2 separate regions of the Mus musculus genome follow, and region 2 is linked to region 1. A link is a contact called in public promoter capture Hi-C data. All regions are on one chromosome and are shown on one strand. Each heading gives the region's core, a stretch centred on a gene start, on an enhancer-like site or on the middle of the called end of the contact. The rest is flanking DNA. Distances are from core to core; before and after follow the strand shown. Region 1 overlaps Pdss2 (prenyl (solanesyl) diphosphate synthase, subunit 2). Region 2 overlaps Mtres1 (mitochondrial transcription rescue factor 1).

Region 1 (6,137 bases), core at 2,706-5,205:
TCCCACGTGGCAGGCTTTTAGCTGTCTATGACTCTAGTCCTAGGGGATCCAGTGCCCTCTTCTGGCCTCCTCAGGCACTGCACAAGCATGATGCACAGACAAACATGCAAGCCAAAGACCCACACACATTCTTTTTATTAAAATAATTAAAAATATTAGACTGCTCTAAGACAAGGACTAGCTAGACGATGATAGGGAACTATCTAACGTTCCTAGTTAACTTTCTGGGCTGGCAGAGTGGGTCAGCAAATAAAAGCGGCTGCTGGGACGCCTGACCTGAGTTTGATTTCCAGAGCCCGCGATGCGAGAACCAAGTTCTGAAAGCATCCTGTGCTCTCCACATTGTACCGTGGCCTGCCTGCCCACGGTCCCTCTCGCACAGACACGCAGCAATAATGCTTAGTGAAATGACTTTTAAAATGTCTCTAGTTAACTCTCCTGGTGTAATCGCAGTGTTGTGATTATGCAAGTCAAAACCAGGATGAAGCAGCCTGCTGCCAATGGCGTGCACCAAAGGTGTGCTTCTAATTAAATTTTGAAGAAAAAAATAGAAGACTTTTTAGCCTGGTTTTCAGAGCTGTCATGGTCCCTGCTGCCTGGCTCTGCCAGGCGTGCTGTTCTCAGCTCTGCTCCTCCCTGCACGCTCTGCTTACTGCTCCCCACAGCCTTCTTCCCCTGCAGTTAACTTACTACTCTTGACCCCACGTCTCATCAAAGCCCACTCTGCAAGACTTTCTGGTATCTCTCCTGGTTGACCTTATCTGCCCTGCCCTGCCCTGCACCTATAGTGCCACATCGCTGCCTTGGTATTGCTGCAGTTCAGGTTCTCTTTAGTTAGCTCCTGGGCCTTGAGCAGAGAGGACATGACTCTGACATTAGTTGGTGCCCCAAGAGTTCTTAGAAATTCAGCATTTGACTCCTCTAACAGATATCCACATGCCTCGGTTGCCAGCCTAGAAGTCTAAAGCATTTGGCTTGTCCAAGGAACGTTGACTGCTGTAATGAAAACAGGGCCACACTCACCTAAGTGTCTTCAGAATCTGAGTCCAGCCGCCTCTGAGCTTACTGTAGATGAAAGCAAAACTAATTTGATCTGATTAGGTGGAATGCCATAGTCAGGGAGAACTAAGGCCTTGGGGGGAGAGCTAAGCAGGCTGAGCTATAGCCATGAGTGCAACCATGATTTTACTGTCCAGTAATCTGTGCTCTCGTGCAGCCCCACCCATCCCCGTGGAGTTGATAGGATCCTCGTTTAGAGCCAGGAACAGTTAGTTGAGTTGTGTCCCTCAAATGGTAGAGCTAAGACAGAAACTTGAATCTGGCTGTGCACTCACTCAGTCCTTGGCAGGATCCTGGGGAAGCCTAGGCTGGAGTGATCGGAGTCTAAAGTTTAGTAGAAAGTGGCTCTATGGGAGAAGGCAGCAGAAAAACATGGCCTCAGAGGCGGATGGCGGTACATGCTTGTAATCCCATCTCGTGGGGGAGGCTGAGACAGAAGAATTGCTGAGAGTGTAATTCAGGCAGAGATGATATATAGTGAGAAGGCCAGGCAGAGTGAGATGCTGTCTGCCCTGGTCCCCCAAAAGTGAGATGGCTTCACAGGTATAATTACACTACACAAGCTTCACATAAGTTTGATCCCCAGAACCCACATGAAAATGGAAGAAGAGAACCTGATCTCATACCACAATTTTGTGGGTTTATGCATGCATGTGCACTCGTGTACACACATACACACACACACACACACACACACACACACACTGTAAGGAAAGCTGAAAACAAGAAATGTGGCCTCTTCTAATATCTGGAGTAACTGAGCTTCCCTGGACCTCTAACCCCTTTATCCTATAATTAGAGTAATACACCAGCATATATTTTTATTCATGTTTTATGTATTATACAGTATGTAGCTTAAAGTCTCACAGGGAAGTCAGTACGTGAGTAGAACATTAAAGTACAACACTGTAGTAACTGTACTCCAGAAGCACACAGGCTACTCCAGAGGGAGAAGAGCAGCTGGTCCCTGGTGCCATCGTCCTGGGTGGCTGAGTGCCTTCCACCCAGGTAGAATCCGGGTGGGAGGGGCTTACTAGGAGTGGACCGGCAACCCCAAGGGAGCCAGTGTGTCAGCTCTGAAAACTGCGGCTAGCTCCCCTTAATACATGAGCAGAAGACAGAAGGGAGAAAAACGAAGCTGGGAGGGACTGGAGAGAGGACTCTTGTTCCTCCTGGGGAACTTGAACTGCTAAGGCTGTCGGAAGGCAGTGACAGATTTTAGACGAGACCGTATTTGATTTATAAACCTTTTTGGCAGTGTGGCAATGTGGATGGAGCTTGGGAAGGATCTTTAGGATGTGAAAATAACCTAGCTGGGGGGAAGATGAGAACCCCAGTGTAGCACAGTTTAAAAAGTAGAAAATCAAAGAGCTCAAAGGAGCTGCAGAGATGAGGGCTTGCTGACTGTCAGTGAAGATGTCCACATCCGTCCAGCGGTGGCAATGCTGTCTGTTAGTCTCAGCACTCAGGAAGTAGAGGCAGGCAGCTCTCTGAGTTCCAGGACAGCCAGCACCTTCCTGGCAGGATATCCAGGTCAGAGAAACCCTGTCTCAGAAAACGAAAAGGAAACGTTCACAGGAAGGCTGTAATGCTCCCTGCTGTGACTCAGGTATCCAGGCAGTAGAATATCTCTGCTGTGGGGCTACCCCAGCGCCAGAGGGAAAGCCCTAGAGGGATTCCCACGGACAGTTCCGTGCTGCATCCCGTCCATAGCATGCATCTTCCATGACTCATAGACTGGGTCTTACTACCTGGCCCCACCCAGTCTCTAAGAGTCAGAGGAGTTGGCCTCAGGTGAGCTAGCCAGGGACTGCCTGGTGCCTAGGTGAGGGAGTGAGGGAGACCCTCACTGAGACTATTGAACAGGACAAGGTCATTTAAGTTCAAAAGATGAAGCCTTTTCCAACTACAACTATAATGATTTTGTTTAGTGTTTTTAAGATGTTATTGCTAGTCACTTGTATGGCCTGGCGCATATGCGTGCAGCTAGCTGCCTGTGGAAGCTTTGGGGAGCCGCCAGAGATGGAGGAGAGTGCAGGCCAAGGCAAATCTGCAGCCCCCTCTTTGTTTTTCTGTTTGTTGGTTTGTTTTTTGAAATAGAGTCTGGCCATGTAGTCCTGGCTGACCTCTAACTCACAGAAATCCACCTGCCTCTGCCTTCCAAGTGTTGGAATTAAAGGTGAGCATTGCCCGTCAGACCCTTTGGTTCTTTCTTTGGTCACAGAGAGAGACCGGAAGTCAATTTGCTGGCTGGTGAGAACCACTACATTAGCAAAAATGCTTTGTTCCATTTTCCCGAGGAAAATATTTTTGTTTTTAAATAAGTCATACTCAGATTTAATAATATGTGTTTTTCTTGAATTTTGATTATTGTATCAACATAAGGTGTTTGAATTGTTTTTTTTTTAAGTTTGAAGATGTTAATGGAGGCTCCTCCTCCCTCCCCACCCCCCACCCCCTCCCACACACACACACACATAAAATAGAGGCTGTTGAATTCGCTGTTGAATTCCAAATGCCAGAGATACCACAGCTTGGCCTTCATTACTGCCTTCCCAGCATGGGACTCTGTGCAGATCAAGGGGTGGCTGTGAGAGGAGCTGTAATTGGGCTGATTGGAGCCATTGTGCTGCTCTGGAGCGAGGCTCCCGTAGCCTTAGGGAGGTGATGGTGTCTGGAGAGCACCTGGAAACCTGTCCTCTTTCTCCAGACGAGAGAGCAGAAATACTGGATTTACGTGTTTCCTGTCCCTCACTCCCACCCCCAGTTAAATTGTGGTCCTCACTGTACAACCAAAACCTGACTTATTGTGCATTTATTTCCTAACAGTTGCGAGAAACAATCAAAGCTGGCAAAGGTGTGACTTCAGCTATTGACCTGTGTCGTTACCATGGAAACAAGGCACTAGAGGCCCTGGAGAGCTTCCCTCCCTCAGAGGCCAGATCGGCTTTAGAAAACATTGTGTTTGCTGTGACCAGATTTTCTTGACACCAAATTAAAAAGACACTATTGTTCCTTAGCTGAAAAACCCAGAGAATGAGGCGGACAGGAGAGCTTTTGGTGATGAAATAAGTAACGTGTTTAATGACTTTAGAAATATATGTATTTTTTTTTTCTGTCCTTTATCTGACTGCTTAATGAATCTATCCTTTGGAACCACTACAAACAAAACGAGAAGGAAAAAGGTCACGCGGTTTTCACTTGTCACGCCAGAGCACACTTGAGGCTTCAGCAACAGAAATAATTAATGAGACTCGCTCCCGTGACCTCAGCAAATGGACAGGAAATAAGTCCTTATTGATTGGACCAAGCCCGGGATGGCGCCAGGGCGGTGGCTGTGGTTTTCCTTCCACAGAGGACAGAGCAAGCTGGAAGCTGCAGGTGTCGAGCGAAGCACTGGATGCCAGCTCTGGGGGACACATCAACACCAATGACCAGTCTGTCGTAGTGGAGAAGACCTCAACGCATTAAGCAAAAGTCTGTGTTGCCTGCTGTCTTGAAATCATGTGCATATAGTGTGAGAGGCTTGGGCATCCTAGTTCTTATCAGATTTGGGAGAAGTGAAGGAGATGTTAAGCTGCCAAATACTTGAAATTGAATATTAAAATGTTACCAAGTGTTGACTCAATTGTATAAGAAAGTGTCTGCCTTTCTTTCTTAAAGATCAAATTTAGGACACATTTCAAGCTTGGCATGGTGGCACACACCTTTAATCTCAGCACTCGGGAGGCAGAGGCAGGCTGATCTCTGCGTTCGAGGCCATCCTGGTCTACAGAGTGAGTTCCAGGACAGCCAGAGCTACACAGAGAAACCCTGTCTGGAAAACAAACAAAAAAGATACAATTCAAAGGCCAGTTTCTATATTTCAAAAGCCACGTATCCATTTATGACACTTTGTCTGGGGGACTCCCTCTGGTGTCCCCAGCTTTCAGCAGTGTAACTGTAGTACTGGGCCTTGGTTGGTGAGAGTTTTGTTTTAACCTCAGAATGTCAACTTTTGATATTGAGACACAGACACTGAGTTCCAGAAAGAATACAAGCGCTCACATAGGCCTGCAATCGGATTCTGGCTCCATGCGGTTGGCAGACGGTTGCCGTGGTTTGCACAAATGCAATCGGAGAATCCCGTTGACAAGAAGGCTGAGTTTACATAACTGGTCTCGACTGCCTTTCCTCCTCCTGTGTGTAATTACAGCCCTATCTGGAGACAGAAAACACGGGAAGCAGATTGTATTACCTACTCTGCTCAAACACTAGGGAAGTCATCTTAGTTGAATTCCTCCTCCCAAAAGTTTGAAGCAGGCCCTCCTGTGGCCTGCAGTGAGGAGGACGTGTAAGCCCACAGAGGTTAAGCTGTTATGAGTGGACTCCAAGATAAGTGACTGGGTCACACTACCACAATCTATAGATTGCCCATAGAGCATTGCACTTGTCTGTTTGAAGCGAGTCTTCTCAGTGAGCATGGCTTAATTAGTAACTATGGTGACAATGCTATAGCTCTGAGTAGGTTCTAATCATTAACTTTCCTGAGAAGGAGCCTACCCCACGCCTCGGATCTGTTTCTCTGTGTGGTCAAAAGTCACTCCCCTCTCACCTCAATTTCCTCTCCTGTAACAGGAGATGATAGGAAATGAATGAGTGCCTTCCAGATCTGTGTATGAGTGACTGTCACACTGGAGTGGCCACTCCCAGCACTTTGGGAGGCAGAGGCAGCCCGGCTAAGCTACATAGTGAGTTCAGAGGCCAGCTTGGACGAAAAAGACCCTGTCTGAAAACATGCAAAGTTCACCATTTCTGATGACCTAGTAAACATGCTGCATGAGATAGGGGGGGAGGGGGGGATCTTGGAAGCTCTGACAGGCAGCTAAACGTCCAGTCTCCTCACATGACCTAAACCATTCCATCTGCCCTTATATGACATGTGACATGGTCCTGGATTCCTGTATTTCAACACCCACCTTTGCTTCTTTGGGATCTTTCTACCTCTCTTTTGTCTTCCAAGAGCTTCTGTGACCTCTATTCTGTCTCCTCCTTAAAAAAAAAAAAAAAAAAAAAAAAAGCTGGGCCTGGTGGTGCAC
Region 2 (5,903 bases), core at 1,056-3,555, 88 kb after region 1:
TAATGTGGTGACTGTCACATAGGAAGAGCAAGGGAGACAGCCTGACACTCTTGAGGCTGTCACCCTAGTTCTGAACTGCATGGCTGGGAAGGCATACAGGAGGGGGCCTCAAGCACAGGGGCCAGACTGCAGGCAGCAGTGGCTTCCATCTGACATCCACGCCTGGCCTGCCGAGGATTGAGGCTGGGGAAGGTCATCGGTCAGGTCGCTGAGGGACAAACCTGTCTGTCTGGGCAACACTGAAAGGTAGGGCACAGCCTTAGCAAGAATGTGCAAAAGACAGCACTGCATGCACCAGGAAGAAGGCAGCACTAAGCTTTAGCCGGGATGCCCTAAAATGGGATGGGACAGTTTCATAGACATCAGTCATCATGGTTGCTGGCTGCCCCATGAGAGAGACTCATGGAAAGAGACCAGCTTCAGACCACAGAGGTGGACAGCACACAAGAGGCGAGTTGGCTCCAGGAGCTGAGGCCAAACTAACCTTACCAGAGGACTTGCTGCTAAAGCTTGTCACCCTGGAGAGCCATGTTACCACCAGGCCCTCTGCAAGGACTTGGTCCATGTTTGGCACATGGCAACACCTGGCAGATACCTGGTTCACTCAGCTCATTAGAGAATCTGGCCAGGAACTCAGGAGGTGCTCAAAACAGCCTGGCTACACGCTGCTGTTTCTGCCAAAATATAAGCCAGAAAGAGCATGGTGCTCCCCCTCCCCCACCCCGAACCCCCACCCAGCTTCTATTGAGTAAAGCATCTCATATGTGGGCCGCTGACTCTGTTGAAGGGTCTGAAGGGATTGCTCAGTGATTAACAGTGGTCACTGTTCTTGTTTGCCTTGCTGTGCACATGCTGCACAGACACACATGTGGGCAAAACACCCATTCACATAAAATAAGTTATTTACAGATTTTAAAATGAGTATACTAAGACAAACAAGAAACCAAGCCCCCCCCCCCATAAGCGGTCATGCACAGCTTAGAAACTGGTCCATTTCATTCAGTCACTTCCGTCTTTTAGATGCATTTGTGTGTGGGCATCGGCCTGCGTGGATGGCTAGGTGCCATGTGCACGCCTGGTTCCCCTGAAGGTCACAGGTAGAATGGAGCTCTTGGAATTGCAGCACAGGCAGTTGTCAGCCACCATGTGGTACTGGGAATCGAACCTGGAACCTCTGCAAGAGCAGCAAGCACTTTTAGTTGCTGAGCCATCTCGAGCCCCTAACTTAAAAATTTCGAAACCATTTAGTTTGGGGTGTGGGACACACTGTGTGGAACTTGAAACCTCTGCAGAGCTGTTCTCTCCTTCAACCACATGGGCTCAGGGAAGGGACTTTAGTTACGAGGCTTGGCAGCAAGCACCGCTGTCTGCTGAGCCATCTCACCAACCCAGTTACTTAGGCTGGATATGGTTGCTCATGCCTATAAACCCAGCAGAGGCAGGAGGATTGCTGCAAGTTTTTAGTGAGATCATATTACAGAAAAAAAAAAAAGTTGAAGGAGACAGGAAAGGAGGAAGAGGAGGGGAAGAGGAAGGAGTAGACACTGCAAGAGTATAAAGGGGAAAGGAAGGAAGTCAGGCGTGGGGCCCAAGAGAGATTAATGGAGAGGTGAATACAATCAAAACATATTGCACACAGGCATGAAAAATGAAATGTTATTATGAATAATTAATATGTGCTAATAAAAGTGTTTTTAAAAGGGAAAGGGGAAAAAAGTGATGACATTTCTTCCTTCTAGGGCTCAGACAATGTTTGCTCTTAGTGCAGCCAGCTCCTGGGAGGGGAGTTTAAGGCAGGGTGTGTGAGTGAGTCCCCACACTTTGGCTTCTCAAGCCACCTCCGCAGAGCAGGGTTAACACAGCACCGTGCACTCTGGACCCCGCCTAGACTGCAGAACACACAAAAGCTTTGCTCAGTGGCAGGCGGGGAACAGAGGGATTGAGCTGCAGCACCAGACAAGCTGGACCTCAGGGCCTGTGGCCAGGCTCTGGCTCCACGGAGCAGGCTGGGGAAGCAGGCATGCTTTATTTAGTCCCATCCAAGGCCTGGTCCTCTCAAGACACAAAGCAAAACTGGCTGGGGTTAGGGGCTGTTTCAAATATCTACATTTCAAATCTCTGCTTAGCTGCAGTTTCTATGGCTACCAGGCTTCTTAGTAACGAGGCAGGGAGCTAGTGTTAATGCCGGCCTCTGCCTTTGCTGACCCTCAGGAGGAATCTGGAAAGCGGCTGAGGCAACAGAACACCCAAGGCAGGAGGAGCAGAGCAATTAGGCTGCAGCTAACAATACCTCAAAGCAGGGGAAGAAAAACAGGCTTATGGAGTTTGCAAATGAGTCCAGCCAGGAGGGCATCCAGAGGTACTGCAGCCCAGCCACAGCCCAGAAAGCAATAGAGAAGGGTGGAGAAGGCCCATCTGGAGCAGTGGCTTTTGTGCAGCTCACTGAACAATGGCTGCCGGGTCATCCTGCACCTGCCAGCCAAGGTTATCAGAGCTCCCGGGCCTCGACTAACAGGTGAGACAAGAATGGAGGCCATCTCTCTGTGTCCACACAGGCAGCAACAATGGACTACATCATCCCCAGGAGCAGGCACTCAAAGTCTCAATGTTCACCGATGCACACATGACAGACACACTTCCTGTTCCACACCCCAGGGCAACTCCAGGTAGCTCAGATCCTGCCCTAGCAGGCCTCGGAACATGAAAGGAGAATAAAAACCACCCTTCAAAACCGTCTGCCTCCTCATTACCCCTCAGTGCTGATGGGTTACGCTTCCAAGCAAGGGCCATAGGTTTTAAGCCACCCTCTATCCCCAGACAGGTGTCACACATCTCAGGCTGGCCTCAGATTCAAGCGGGGATGCCCTTGAATTTCTCACCCTTCCGCCTGCCGCATGCTTGAACCTGGGGCTTCTTTCACATGCTCGGCAGGCACCCTACAGGAGAGCTGCGTCCCTAGTCCCACTTCCAAACTTTTAATTAAAGCTTTCTTACATTTTCCTTATTGAGTTTTGTTAAGTGATAATCTCATGGTTAAAAACCATGGTAGAACATCCGTGAGGCAAAGGCAGGCAGATCTCTCTGAGTTCAGGCCAGCCTAGTCTTACTTAGTGAGACCCTGTCTCAAATACACAAAAACCTCATTATCTGTATCTCAGAGGGAGGGTGAGGCAGCCAGGCCCGGCACCTTGCAGCAATGCCTGACGACCGAGTTCTGTCCCTGAAACCAACATGGAGGGTTGGTGGGAAAGAAGCCACTGCTTCACGCTGTCCTCTAACCTCCACCTACATCCATGCCGTGACATGCATGTCCTACACTCCCCACTCCCCAACTAAATATATTTTTTTTAAGCTGGAAAATAAAAGGCATGAAGGAAATTAATAGAGGAGAGCTGGGGAGTTGGCGCGGCAGCCAGGCACAGTTGTTGCTCTTGCAGACTTGGACTTGGTACCCAGCACTCCCACAGCGGCTCACAACCATCCTTAACTCCAGCTCTGGGAGACTTGGTACCCTCTTGTGGCCTCTGTGGGCAGCAGGCATAATTATGCACAAACATATTTGCAGGCATTTATATACATAAAATAAATTAAAAAAATAAAATTCAAAATATAAAAGGCATGAAGAAAATGACTACAGCTGGAGGGGCGGCTTAGCAGTTAAGAGCATCTTCCGGCCAGCTGCCTGTTGCTATTGCAAAGGACCCTGGTGTGGTTCCCAGAAATCACTGTGGCTCACAACCAATCACCTGCAACTCTAGTGCCAGGGGGGTCTTCTGACTTCCACAGGACTGCATGCGCACGCGCACACAAGCAAGACACTCAAGCACAAAGAAAGCTTAATACATTTGAAAGCTTAATAATATCCCATAAAAACCTATTTTAAGATAAATATGAGTAATATTTAATTCAAAATATATGGAGCATATTGAACATATGAATACATTATTTTGTTGTTGTTGTTAAGATAGTCTTGGCCAGCCTGGAACTAGATGAGATGAGCAGATCTGGCTGGCTGAATCTGTGGCAGTCTTCCTGACTCTGCCTTTGTGTGTGTGTGTGTTTATGTGTGTATGTGTGTGTATGTGTATGTGTGCAGACAGCATCTCAGGTAGCCCAGGCTGACCTAGAACTCCTGATCCCCGTTTCTCCATTTCCCGAGTGCGGCTTTACATACGTGCACTAAGAACACTGTTTAACAGAATTTTACTTTTACACGAGTGTGTGTATGTTTGTATCTGTGTGTGTGAGAGAGAGAAACAGAAAGATACAGACAGACAGGCAGGCAGACAGGCAGGCAGACAGAGAGACATGTTACACAGCAAATGTTGGAAGTACCTCCTTTTATCAGTTGGGGGTTTTGTGTGGTTTATTTTATTTTATTTTTTAAAATATTTATTTATTTATTATATGTAAGTACACTGTAGCTGTCCTCAGACACTCCAGAAGAGGGAGTCAGATCTTGTTACAGATGGTTGTGAGCCACCATGTGGTTGCTGGGATTTGAACTCTGGACCTTTGGAAGAGCAGTCGGGTGCTCTAACCCACTGAGCCATCTCACCAGCTTGTGTGGTTTATTTTTTGAGACACAGTCTCACTGTGCAGCCCTGGCTGACCTGGGACCCACATTCTGGCCTCAGCCTTCCACTCAGTGCTGGGGTGACAAGGTGTCACCACCCTGGCTCCATGTCTTTCAATTAGTAGTGCTAATACGAACTTGTTGGGAAATGAGGGGCATCTTTTTTGCCAGCTGCCTGTCAGAAAGCAGAGCTCCAAGGAGAGCCCCTGCTGAAGTGACCAGAGTCACACCCCTGCTTAGGTGACCCTGCTTGGTCAACCTTTCCCGTGTCATCTACTTGCCATGATTCCATGGGGCTAACGTTAATACCTAGATGTCTGAGTAAGGATGGCCGCAGTCCTGAGGGTGGCTGATTCCAAATTCTTCTCAGGACTCAATGGCCGAGAAGAGACAGTGGCCTGTAGGTGGTTCCCACAAGCATGACCAGGACTCAGAGGACCTCAGAGAAGGCACCAGGGCCCCCAGGGAGTCACAGGGACAGCACTGAGTAGCAGAGCGACAGACAGGACCGTGGGGCTGTCATGGCGGCGGTTTGGCTCACCGTTCTGCTTTTCTTCCACAACTTCTCCCCATTCAGTCTGAGTTCACCTTTGTAGAATGCATCTTCTACTTTGCTATTAAAAAGAAAAAAAAAAACCACTTAAAATTGAAATCACTCAATGATCACACAGCTTTGAGAAAAGCAGCTGCTGTTAGCGTCTGCTCGGTGAGTCCCCACAGCACCCTGCGCTTGGACGAAAGTCACGAAGTGAAAGCGGCCATCACTGACGGGCATCTAACAGGAGACCACAGGGTACTTCTGACTCTGAAAAGGCTCGCTGCTTCTCAGGCAGGTGGCTGCTCATGAGTCACAATGGTCAGAATGAAAGGGGGGTTTCCTGCCCCTCAGCTACCTGCTTGGCACTCAAGAGTGCAAAACCAGGCACCACACATATGGAACTGCCTGTGTGCACCCAGGGCGGAGTAATTCCAATCAAACAGCCATTCACCTCTGAATTTAACCCCCTGGTGACCTGACTCCAGATGACTGACACCTGGCTCTGCTTAATAAAGGGAGCAGCCAGCATTCAGGCCCTAGAGGAGTTGGCCAGATGTCAGACAGCAACCAGCAATCCTGATCAGGATGCTCAAAGCAGGGCCTACAGTCTTATATGTTCTGTGGATTCAAACAGTAAAGGACACAATTAGTGATGCCACAAAAGATACAAATTACATACGGAAATCTTCAATTTGCTCTTCTTACCTTGGCTATCCCCATCAATGACAGAGAACAGAGAGTGAACCCACACTTTGGTCACTAGCAGCACCCAGCAGAGAGAATGGCTGC

The links. Capture Hi-C pulls out chosen DNA fragments and counts their contacts.
Region 2: a contact with region 1 is called in a promoter capture Hi-C map of pancreatic islet. The contact joins two enhancer-like sites. A contact is called at or near these places in 1 of 484 Hi-C or Micro-C datasets (pancreatic cancer cells) and 2 of 9 other capture datasets (adipose tissue and pancreatic islet).

The regions. Positions count from the first base shown.
Region 1 is chr10:43,435,911-43,442,047 of GRCm38.p6, forward strand. It overlaps Pdss2 (prenyl (solanesyl) diphosphate synthase, subunit 2), which reads left to right. Exons shown (of 8, transcript NM_027772.2): 8 at 3,889-4,338. The coding sequence ends at 4,047. Among named protein-coding and RNA genes, the nearest start is that of Bend3, 40 kb to the right of the region's middle. Within about 2 kb of position 3,956, at least 95 of the 459 cell types and tissues checked have an H3K27ac peak or open chromatin away from gene starts, as enhancers often do. A contact at or near this core is called in pancreatic islet, where this site is marked.
Region 2 is chr10:43,525,481-43,531,383 of GRCm38.p6, forward strand. It overlaps Mtres1 (mitochondrial transcription rescue factor 1), which reads right to left. Exons shown (of 4, transcript NM_026411.2): 3 at 5,118-5,190. Among named protein-coding and RNA genes, the nearest start is that of Mtres1, 13 kb to the right of the region's middle. Within about 2 kb of position 2,306, at least 92 of the 459 cell types and tissues checked have an H3K27ac peak or open chromatin away from gene starts, as enhancers often do. A contact at or near this core is called in pancreatic islet, where this site is marked.